2 separate regions of the Callithrix jacchus genome follow, and region 1 is linked to region 2. A link is a contact called in public Hi-C data. All regions are on one chromosome and are shown on one strand. The core of a region is the stretch at or near the end of the contact, and the rest is flanking DNA. Distances in the headings are between cores, read along the strand shown.

The links. A called contact is a pair of places that touch in the nucleus more often than the background predicts.
Region 1: a Hi-C map of skeletal muscle shows a contact between it and region 2, with 7 times the contacts expected there. The contact joins two enhancer-like sites. A contact is called at or near these places in 3 of 3 Hi-C or Micro-C datasets (induced pluripotent stem cells and skeletal muscle).

Annotation. Positions count from the first base shown.
Region 1 is chr7:77,977,172-77,981,503 of calJac240_pri, forward strand. No RefSeq gene overlaps it. Among named protein-coding and RNA genes, the nearest start is that of FOXO6, 62 kb to the left of the region's middle. Within about 2 kb of position 1,465, at least 3 of the 16 cell types and tissues checked have an H3K27ac peak or open chromatin away from gene starts, as enhancers often do. A contact at or near this core is called in skeletal muscle, where this site is marked.
Region 2 is chr7:77,814,045-77,818,823 of calJac240_pri, forward strand. No RefSeq gene overlaps it. Among named protein-coding and RNA genes, the nearest start is that of SCMH1, 19 kb to the left of the region's middle. Within about 2 kb of position 1,902, at least 1 of the 16 cell types and tissues checked has an H3K27ac peak or open chromatin away from gene starts, as enhancers often do. A contact at or near this core is called in skeletal muscle, where this site is marked.

The DNA.
Region 1 (4,332 bases), core at 215-2,714, 160 kb after region 2:
TAGGAGCTGCACGCTACTGAGCACAAGGTGAGTGCCAGGCTTCCATGCACCGCAGGTACTTCTATGCACTCTCTTATTTCGCCATCACCTGCCCCACCATTACCTCCATCTGTCAGACGGGAAAGTTGAGACCCAGGGTTTTAACCCAGGCAGTCGGCTCCACAGCCAGCGCTCTTGACACCACACTTGGAATTCTGCCTCTAAAAGGCCTCCAGCAGATGCTACAATCCCGCCATCAGTGATGAGCCATTCTTTGGGGCTACTTATTTGTCTAAATATTTATTTACAACTGCTATTATCAGAGCCAAAGGAGCTCACAGAATCCACTTAGCCTGATTGTGTCATTTTACACATGGGGAAACTGAGGCCCAGAGAAGGTGAGTGACTGGCCCATGGTCACACGTGTGAGTATGAGGGTGTATGGTAGGGCTAATGGGTGGCAGTGCAATTGTCAAACCCAGCATGGTGAGGCAGTGAGATGGGCACAGGAGACAAAACACTACCGGTGCCGTGCTCTGGGGTGAGGGAGGCCACAGTGGGTAGGAGCTGGGGGCCACCCAATCCTAAGTGGGAAGGCCGCTGGAGGAAATGCACCGGGCAAGGGTGGGCGTGAGCTTGGATATGGGTGTGGCTGGGGTCAGTGGGTGTGTCTGAGCTGTGTGCAGGTCAGGGCTGAGGGAGGAAGGGGAAGGGAAGTGTCTAGGAGCCAGTGGGAGCTACTGGAGGGGGCCGCAGGCTTCCCAGCACCTGCCTGGTGCCAGACAATGTAAGGAACAGGACAGCCTGTCTTCAGAGAGCCTGCATTCCAGGTGCTGAACGCACAGATCACTCCAGAAACAGGCCTCTCACATCCATCCATGGTGACGGACTCAGAACAGTGCAGGAGGCAAGGCAGGGAGACTTGATGGGAGCTCTGTGGGGTGAGGGAAAAGGTCTAGAGCTTAGCCCGGGGGAAGTGACACAGAGGGTTCACAGGTAGAAACACATCGAGCTGTCCAGGCGGGATGGCTCACGCCTGTAATCCCAGCACTTTGGGAGGCTGAGGTGGGCAGATCATGAAGTTGGGAGTTTGAGACCAGCGTGACCAACATGGAGAAACCCCGTCTCTACTAAAAATACAAAAAGTAGCCAGGCGTGGGGGCACATGACTGTAATCCCAGCTACTTGGGAGGCTGAGGCAGGAGAATTGCTTGAACCAGGGAGGCAGAGGCTGCAGTGAGCCGAGATCGAGCCACTGCACTCCAGCCTGGGTGACAGGGCAAGACCCCACCTTAAAAAAAATACATCGAGCTGTTCACTTCAAAATAGTGCCCTTTACTCTATGCAAGTATGCAAGTCTGACCTCAACTGAAAAAGCAGAAAACAAAAAAACTAGCCTTAAGCCTTGGGTAGGAGGGAAAGTGGGAATGGCCAGTAGTTGTGGCCTGGGTGGAGAGGACCTGGACAGAGAGGTGGTGGCAGAGAATTCTATGGAAAGTTTGCTGGTGGGAGTGAAAGCTAGAACCCAGCTCTAGGCTTCTGAGGAGACTGCAAATATCTAGGGAGGCTCAGGGATCCTGGGGCATCCTCTTTCTGGAAGAGCTTCCCCCGGCAGAAGGGGCAAGAAACCCTCTGAGGGCATGGACCTGGGATTCTTGTCAAATCTCCAGGTGCCTGGGTCCACAGTCCACTCCTCTACTGGAGATGAAAGGGATCCCTTAGATCTACATTTTCACACATTTCCAGGGCGATTCTGACACTGTCAGCTGTAAACCAGTGTTAGGAAATCACAGCCAGAGGTTCGTTCCTTCCAGCCCCGGCTTCTGTGAATCCAGATTCTGAAGTTTCCTGCTTGGAAAGTCCTTTTCCAATTCGGCCAATTCCAGGCTAGGCCAGCACTGCCACAGCTGGCTGTGGGGACGCTGAGTCCCAGGGAGGGGGGGGTGACATGCCCATGACCTCACAGCCAGCTTGCAGCCAAAGCTGTAACCAGAACCCTGCCTAGGCTGCCAGGCCAGGTTCCCAGCCCCCTGCTTGGCCAACTTTGTCATGCCCAAGGAATTCCCAGCTGTCAGAGGCCTCGGGGAGAGATGGGCGGGGACCTCAGGTGACTTTGGGAGCCTGGCAGCTGTGGGTGCGTCCCATCCACCTTGCAGGTGCCCCAGGTCTCTGGGATTGGTTGGAGGCCACCTCAGGCTGTTGGCTGCTCAGGGCTCAGGCCTACCTCCTGTCCCCATGGCCCCAAACAGAGCTCCTGGGGGCACTTGGCTACCAGGGAAGGAGGCCAGAACCCTGGTTCTGGTCCTAGCAGGGGGAGGACCTGTTGAGTCCTGTCATGTGGGAGTGCCACTCCAAACCCCTACCTGCAGCACCTCATTGGGATGCTGGTGGCACAGCTGAGCCGGCAAGGTCACTGGAGAAGACAGAGAGGGTGAGGGCATCCACTGCCAGCCCGCACTGCCCCCACTGGCTCCTGTGAACTGTCAACCTCTGCCTAAGGCAGTTCCCTGCACCTGGCTTCACCTCTGCCGGAATGTCCCCTCTGCCAATGACAAACCTCCCTTCTGTTTTCTCTCCTCTTTCCCTTCTCTACCCCTCCCTCTTCCTTTTCTTGCCCGAGATAATGGGGCCCGGTTTATCCTGAGCCCTTTGGAGCCAGGCAGACTTGGTTTGAGCCCCAGCTCCTGCTCCTCCTGCTGCTTAGCTCTGTGACCTTGGGCAAGTTGCTAAGCCTCTCTGAGTCTCAGTTTACTTATCTGCAGAATGGGGGTAATAGATCCTATCTCACGAAGGGCTTGTGAGGACCTTTAAACTGTCTAACCTTGGTTGAGCTCTTACTCAGTGCCAGGCACTGTGTGTGTTTTACAGGAGTTATCCTCCTCATCTTACAACCAGGCTTGTTCCTGGTTGCTCAGCGGTGCATGTAGAGCCTGGCTTTCTGGATCCAAGAGCTGTGTTCTTTCCTAGGCAAGGGGGGCACTGAGGGAGCAGGCAGGGCCATGGGCAGGTCTGTGACCTCACCACATAGGGAGGTGGGCAAGGCTGGGCCTGGGTCACATGCGTGGAGAGGTTACAGTCCCGGGTGTGGGAGTCAGGTATCAGTCTCTGTCTGCAGAATGAGGAAAATTGTAATCATCCCTAGGTGTGATACCTGAGACTGGATCCAACTTCCTACACTCTCCCTTGTCCAAAGCAGGGACTCCTGAGTTCTGTCAGTGGAAGGGGAGCATGACTCTGTCTTGCAGAGGCAGTCATGCATAGCAAATGTTGGTGACTTTCACATTTTTCCTGTAACCACTATCACAAGTCCTGAGATGTTTGCCGAGGGATGAAAATGACTGCACACAGAATTTTAAGTCCTCACATAAGGACGGAACTTACCCCTCCAGAGTAATCCGCAGTAGCCCCATGTCCAGATGAAGAAACTGCTGCTCAGAGTGGGGCCCAGCTTTGCCCCCATCACACAGCCCAGGGGTGAGCGAGGTCCTGCCCCCTCCCCACAGGCCTCAGACGGAAGGCCAGCCTGGCTCTCTCCCCAACAGCCGCTGCCTTCATTAGCATTCCGAGGTGCACTGTCCAAGTTGCCATTACGTGGTTGGGTAGATTCACATTTGTAGGTTCTAATTCACCCTAATTGACCCTGCAGGGAATCTTCCAAACTCCTGGGTTTTTACAGCTTCTTGGAGTTTTATTTTGGCTTTTGAAAAATAGTGCATTTATGCCAAACACACAGGGCTATAAATCCATGCTGCTCTGATTGATAAAGTGTAAAAAGGCCAGCGTGCTGAGTCGCCAGACCTTGGGTGGCCTGTGTATGTGTGCGTGCGTGCCTGTGTGTATATGTTTGTGTATATGTGTGTGTGTGTATATGTGCGTGTCATAGCAACACATAGAAGCTGGCCTTCATCAAGCATTTCTGTGTTGAGCTCCGTGCTAAGCACTTCACCGGCATTAACACAATCCCCCAAGGTCTAGCTGCTTCTAATTGTCTGATCCAGCGCCCAGCTTGGCCAGGAATAAGAAGGTCAGGGCAGAGTCAGTGAGCTCATTTTGATTGTGGCAAGTCTGAGGTTCTTGTGGGACTGAGGGGAGGGAGCCTGATAAGCTCTGAGGTTTACCTGCTATTTCACTTCCAGCAAATCTGTTACGGTCTCGTGCCTCAGTATCCCTTCTGCAAAATGGGGATAATCAATCACAGTATCTACTTCACAGGGTTGTTGTTAGGCTGTCTGCCTCTTGGTGGGGGTGGGAAGGGAAAAGCACTTCCTGTATTTAGCAACAATGTGTTGAGTGACTCAGTAAGAACAGTTTTGGTGGACTATGAGGTGGACAGCAGCTGGCCTGGGAAGCAGA
Region 2 (4,779 bases), core at 652-3,151:
AAAGACCACCAGCAACACACCTGCAGTCAAAGTTGGGATTAGTACATGCTGCACAAAGGACATGACACACCTTGGTAACCAGGGGGCAGCTCAGAAAGAGAGTATCAGGAGAGTTTTGCTCTGGGCTAGGTGCTGTCAGAGAGCAGTGGCAATTCAGTAATTAGGCATTTTCATTATTTTTATCTAAGAGAGGGAAGAATGGAATGTGGCTAAGGCTGTCATTGGTAAAGAAATCACCACACTCGATGGGTGCAGCAAACTGCCATGGCACGTGTGTACCTGTGTAACAAACCTGCATGTTCTGCACATGTACCCCAGAACATAAAGTAGAATAGAGAAAAAAACAAAGAAATCACCACATTCATGACCAGAAGGGGGCTGTTTGGTAGTTTTAACAATTTCACAGTGTTCTGTATTTTCTCTGATTTTTGTTGTTGTCGTTGTTTTGTTTTGTCTTGTTTTGAGATGAAGTCTTGTTCTGTCACCCAGGCTGGAGTGCAGTGGCATGATCTCAGCTCACTGCAACCTCCACCTCTTGGGTTCAAATGATTCTCCTACCCAGCCAAATAGCTGGGATTACAGGCATCTGCCACTGCATCTGACTAATTTTTGTATTTTCGGTAGGGATCGGGTTTCACTGTGTTGGCCAGGCTGGTCTTGAACTCCTGACTTCGAGTGATTCACCTGCCTTGGCCTCCCAAAGTGCTGGGATTACAGGAGTGAGCCACGGCACCTGCCCAGGTTTTTCTCTGTATTCAGACATGGTGTGACCTTTTTTTTGGTCTTGCTGCCTGTCTCATGATTATAGAGGCTTTGTCTGGTGTTGGTGTTCTGGAAACTTGTTTATGTTCAGCAGGAGAATGCTGGAGCCTTGCTGTGAGTGACAAGCCAGGAGACTGCTGATGCTGATGGAGCTGCTGTTTCTTTCTTGTCTTATTCATTTTCAAAACCTTTACTGATGACTTTTAGCACAGTCACACATATTACTAATTTAATCCTCACAGAACTCTGTGAGGGATTGTTATCTCCATTTTTTGGATGAGGAAGCTGATTCCAGGAGATGACTTTCTAAATTCATACAGCTGGAAGAAAAAGGAAGTCTCTAGGGACTTGAATCCAGAACTGTCCAGTTCCAAGTCCAAGGCTTATTCTATTAAGCCAGTCCACAAGGAGTGAGTCCCTAAGGAGGCTATGGAAGGCCTTAAGCCCTCTTTTGTTCTCTGGAAGTGAGTGCTGTTCTCAGCCCTTCCCAAGGCCTTGACAACTGAGGGTGAGTGTGGGCCCGCTGGCTAGGCACACTGGCTACACATGGCTGGCTTTCCACTGGCACTGTGGTTTGGCATATAGCTGAGAAGGCAATCAGTACCTCGTATGGCCTATACAAGTCATTCCCCACTTTGGGCCTCAGTTTCTGCTTCCAGTGATCTAAGAGTCCCTGAACTTGGGAAATCTGTGAATAAAGATTTGTTGAATGGGTGAGTAAAATACACAAATGAATGGGAGTCTAACCAGAAGTGAGTTTTCCAGTCACTATTTTGCTGTTTTTCTCTTTTCCTCCCCTTAGTACCCAGAAGAACCACAAAGCATAAATTTCCCCTTAAGGGGAATTTTGTTGATGGCTTTAATCTATTCCCTCCCAAAAGACCAACTACAACCAAATGAAGTGAACATAACCTCAAGATTTTATTGTCTTCCTGATAAAAGACGAAGCTTAGAACTGGATCACTTGGCCCTTTCTCTTCTTACCTTCTCCCAGTTGAAAAGGCATCTCCTAATAGCCAACCACACTCTCTTAGATCTGCAGTTGGGTTCAAAACACCCAAGCCTCAGCACAATCTTCTTTGTAATTTCATCCTTTTTCCTGAAAAGTAGGGCTAGTCTGCCCTTCATAGCCACTCTGCTTCCTGTCATGACGCTGCCTCTCCTGGGCATACAGAAGACCCTTGCCCTTCTTATATTGTGTCAGTTTGTGGGGTTGATGCTTGTCCCACTTCTTATAGAAAGTCTGGTGAGTTTTTAGGAACATTCACCATGTTTGTGGGAGTGCTATCGCTACATTTGTTGTGTTTTTTTATCTTTGTCTTCTTTCCGATGTGCTGGTTCCTTGCTTTTCCCTTCCTCCCCTTGGTTCCTATCTGAGCTGCTCTCCTAGTCCTCCTTCTACTATTTCCAGGGGCCAGAAATAGTACTTCTGGCCCAGTGGCCCAGGAGTAGCTGCTGACTTAGCTGCATCTCTGGCAGCTCTGAGTCCAGCAAGCAGCTGCTTCAGCGCCGGCCACAGAGTGCTGGACATTGCCCACCACCACACCCAGTAACCTCCCCCAGAGGCTCCATCTCAGCCTGCCCAAATTGTTGAGCCAGGAGTCCCTTGGGGTCATTACCGTAGAGGGGCTGGGGCTTGTCCTACTTAGAAATGGCACAGTCCAACCCCCTCAGGTCCAAAGAGGGGACACAATTTACCCATAGTCACACAGCAATTTAGCATGAGTGGGATAAAGAGACCCAGGCTTTCTGATTGCTCAATACACTTCCCTTATCTTCTGGGATAGGTCTGCTTTTATTTGGAGTCTGTACATTGCAGTATATTTAGTATGTTGATTCCACACATTTGTTGACCAGCCTCCTGTGCTGGGTTCTGGAGACGGGAAGAATAGAATACCATCCGTGCTTTTAGGGAATTCCAATCAAGTTGGGGAGATAAATAAATAGACAATTACATTGTACGTGCTCCTAGAGCTACCCAGACAAAATGCTACAGGAGGACAGGGAGGGAGCAAGGAACTGCCAGGAATGGGGAACAGTTATGATGTCTGAGTTGGGTCTTGAAGGATAGGTAGGAGTTTACACAGCAGAGAGAGAGTGGTCATGGGTAGGAAGAGCATTGCAGTCAGGGTTATCTACTTACCTGTAGAAAGGTGTGGCACTATTGTAGAGCAACGTTAGGTGTCTCCACATCTAGCAGTGATGTGAGGAAAAAGGCCTGTTACGGAATAAGAAGGACCTAGGTTCTGGTTTCAATTCTGTCACAGAGTCACTGAAAGCCTTTAAGCAAATCACTCAGTCTAATAGTGTCTCAATTACTTCATCTCTCCAGGAGGATGCCCACAAAGCTAAATAGCTCAGAGCTGCTCTATCCAATAGAATAGCCACTAGCCACAGGGGTTATATAAATTTAAATTAACTAAGAGTAAATACATTTAAAATTCTGTTCCTCGATTGCACTAGCCATGTTTCCAGTGCTCAGAAGCTACTGGTGACTACTGGCTGCAATATTGGACAGCACAGATATTGAATACTTCCATCACCCCAGAAAGTTCTGTTGGGCTGTGCTGGCCTAGAGGCCTGTGATTCTGAGAGGAGAAGAGATTTGTCCCATCACATAGCAAGGTCTTCAGACTCCCCACTTACCTGTTTAGGAGGAGATACTAAACAACAGGATTGAGAGCATGTGCCATTCCACTGCCCATCCTCAGTTCCTGAAGTACTTGACCCAAATGAGAAGGCAGGGGTCCCTTGTCCCTTTGTCAGTGCACATTATACTCTGATTTTGCTGTGTGCAATGTTATCACAGTGCCTGGCCCATAATAGCAGCCTTCGTAAATAGCCAGTCCAATTCTCAGTTTTGCGAGTGAGAAGACTGAGGCTCAGAGTGGCCTGTTTTAGGACCTAAGTCTTAGAGATTTTCAGCCGATCTTGAATGATGGAATTTGGAGAACATAATGGTCTTTGGGCCTCATTTTGTCTTAAGCATTTCAGGTTTTATTTATGTTGCAATCCAGATGATCCTATGTGGAATCAGACATATGACCTTATCTGTGTAAATGATTGCCTTATCTGTGGCTAGATGCATGACTGTGTCCTGGAGCTTGCAGGAATGGCCAACCTTGTAATGGCCAACCTTGTAATGCACAAAACTTATGTAATATGAAACAAAAAGAATTAGGTAGCAAGTAGATTTTTTTTGAGACAGTCTCACTCTGTCACCCAGACTGGAGTGCAGTGGCACAATCTCAGCTCAATGCAACCTCTGCCTCCTGGATTCAAGCGATTCTCATGCCCCAGCCTCCTGAGTAGCTGGGACCACAGGGGCATGCTACTGCGCCCAGCTAATTTTTGTATTTTTAGTGGAGATGGGGTTTCACTATATTAGTCAGGCTGATCTTGAACTTCTGAACTCAAGTGATCTGTCCTCCTCAGCCTCCCAAAGTGCTGGGATTACAGGCATGAGCCACCATGCCTGTAATCAATATTTTTGAAAAATAAACACAAATGTATTACCTACTATGTACCAAGCACAGTTTTAAGAGGGTCTAATAGGTAACTCAGCAACCCTGTGAGGTAGAGATGATTACTCTCATCATCCTCAGGCAAGGAAACGGAGGCTGAGATAAATAACTTGACAAAGGCCTGATAGATGTTCTGAAGCGGGGACTTACCAAAGCAATGGCCTCAGAGCCCACAATCTTAACCCCTTTCTAGAGCCCTTTCCTCAACTTTGCAATTGCTGAATGTCAGGACCCAAGGGAGGCTTTAGGACCATCTAGTCTAATCCCTTTCTTTTCCTCATGGGGTACTGAAGGCCACAGAGGAGCCCAGATCCAGCAAAGGTGATTCCACAAGTTGTTAAAGACAGAGCTTTAACCTGAGACCTGAGGGTGGGTCCCCTGGCTCCTGTTCAGTTCTTTTTGCCTCACTGCTTTAAAAGAGCCTAATAAATAAAATGGTCCACTGAGCATCTTCTGGGTACCCATCCATGTTTGTGCTGGATGTTTTTGTGGA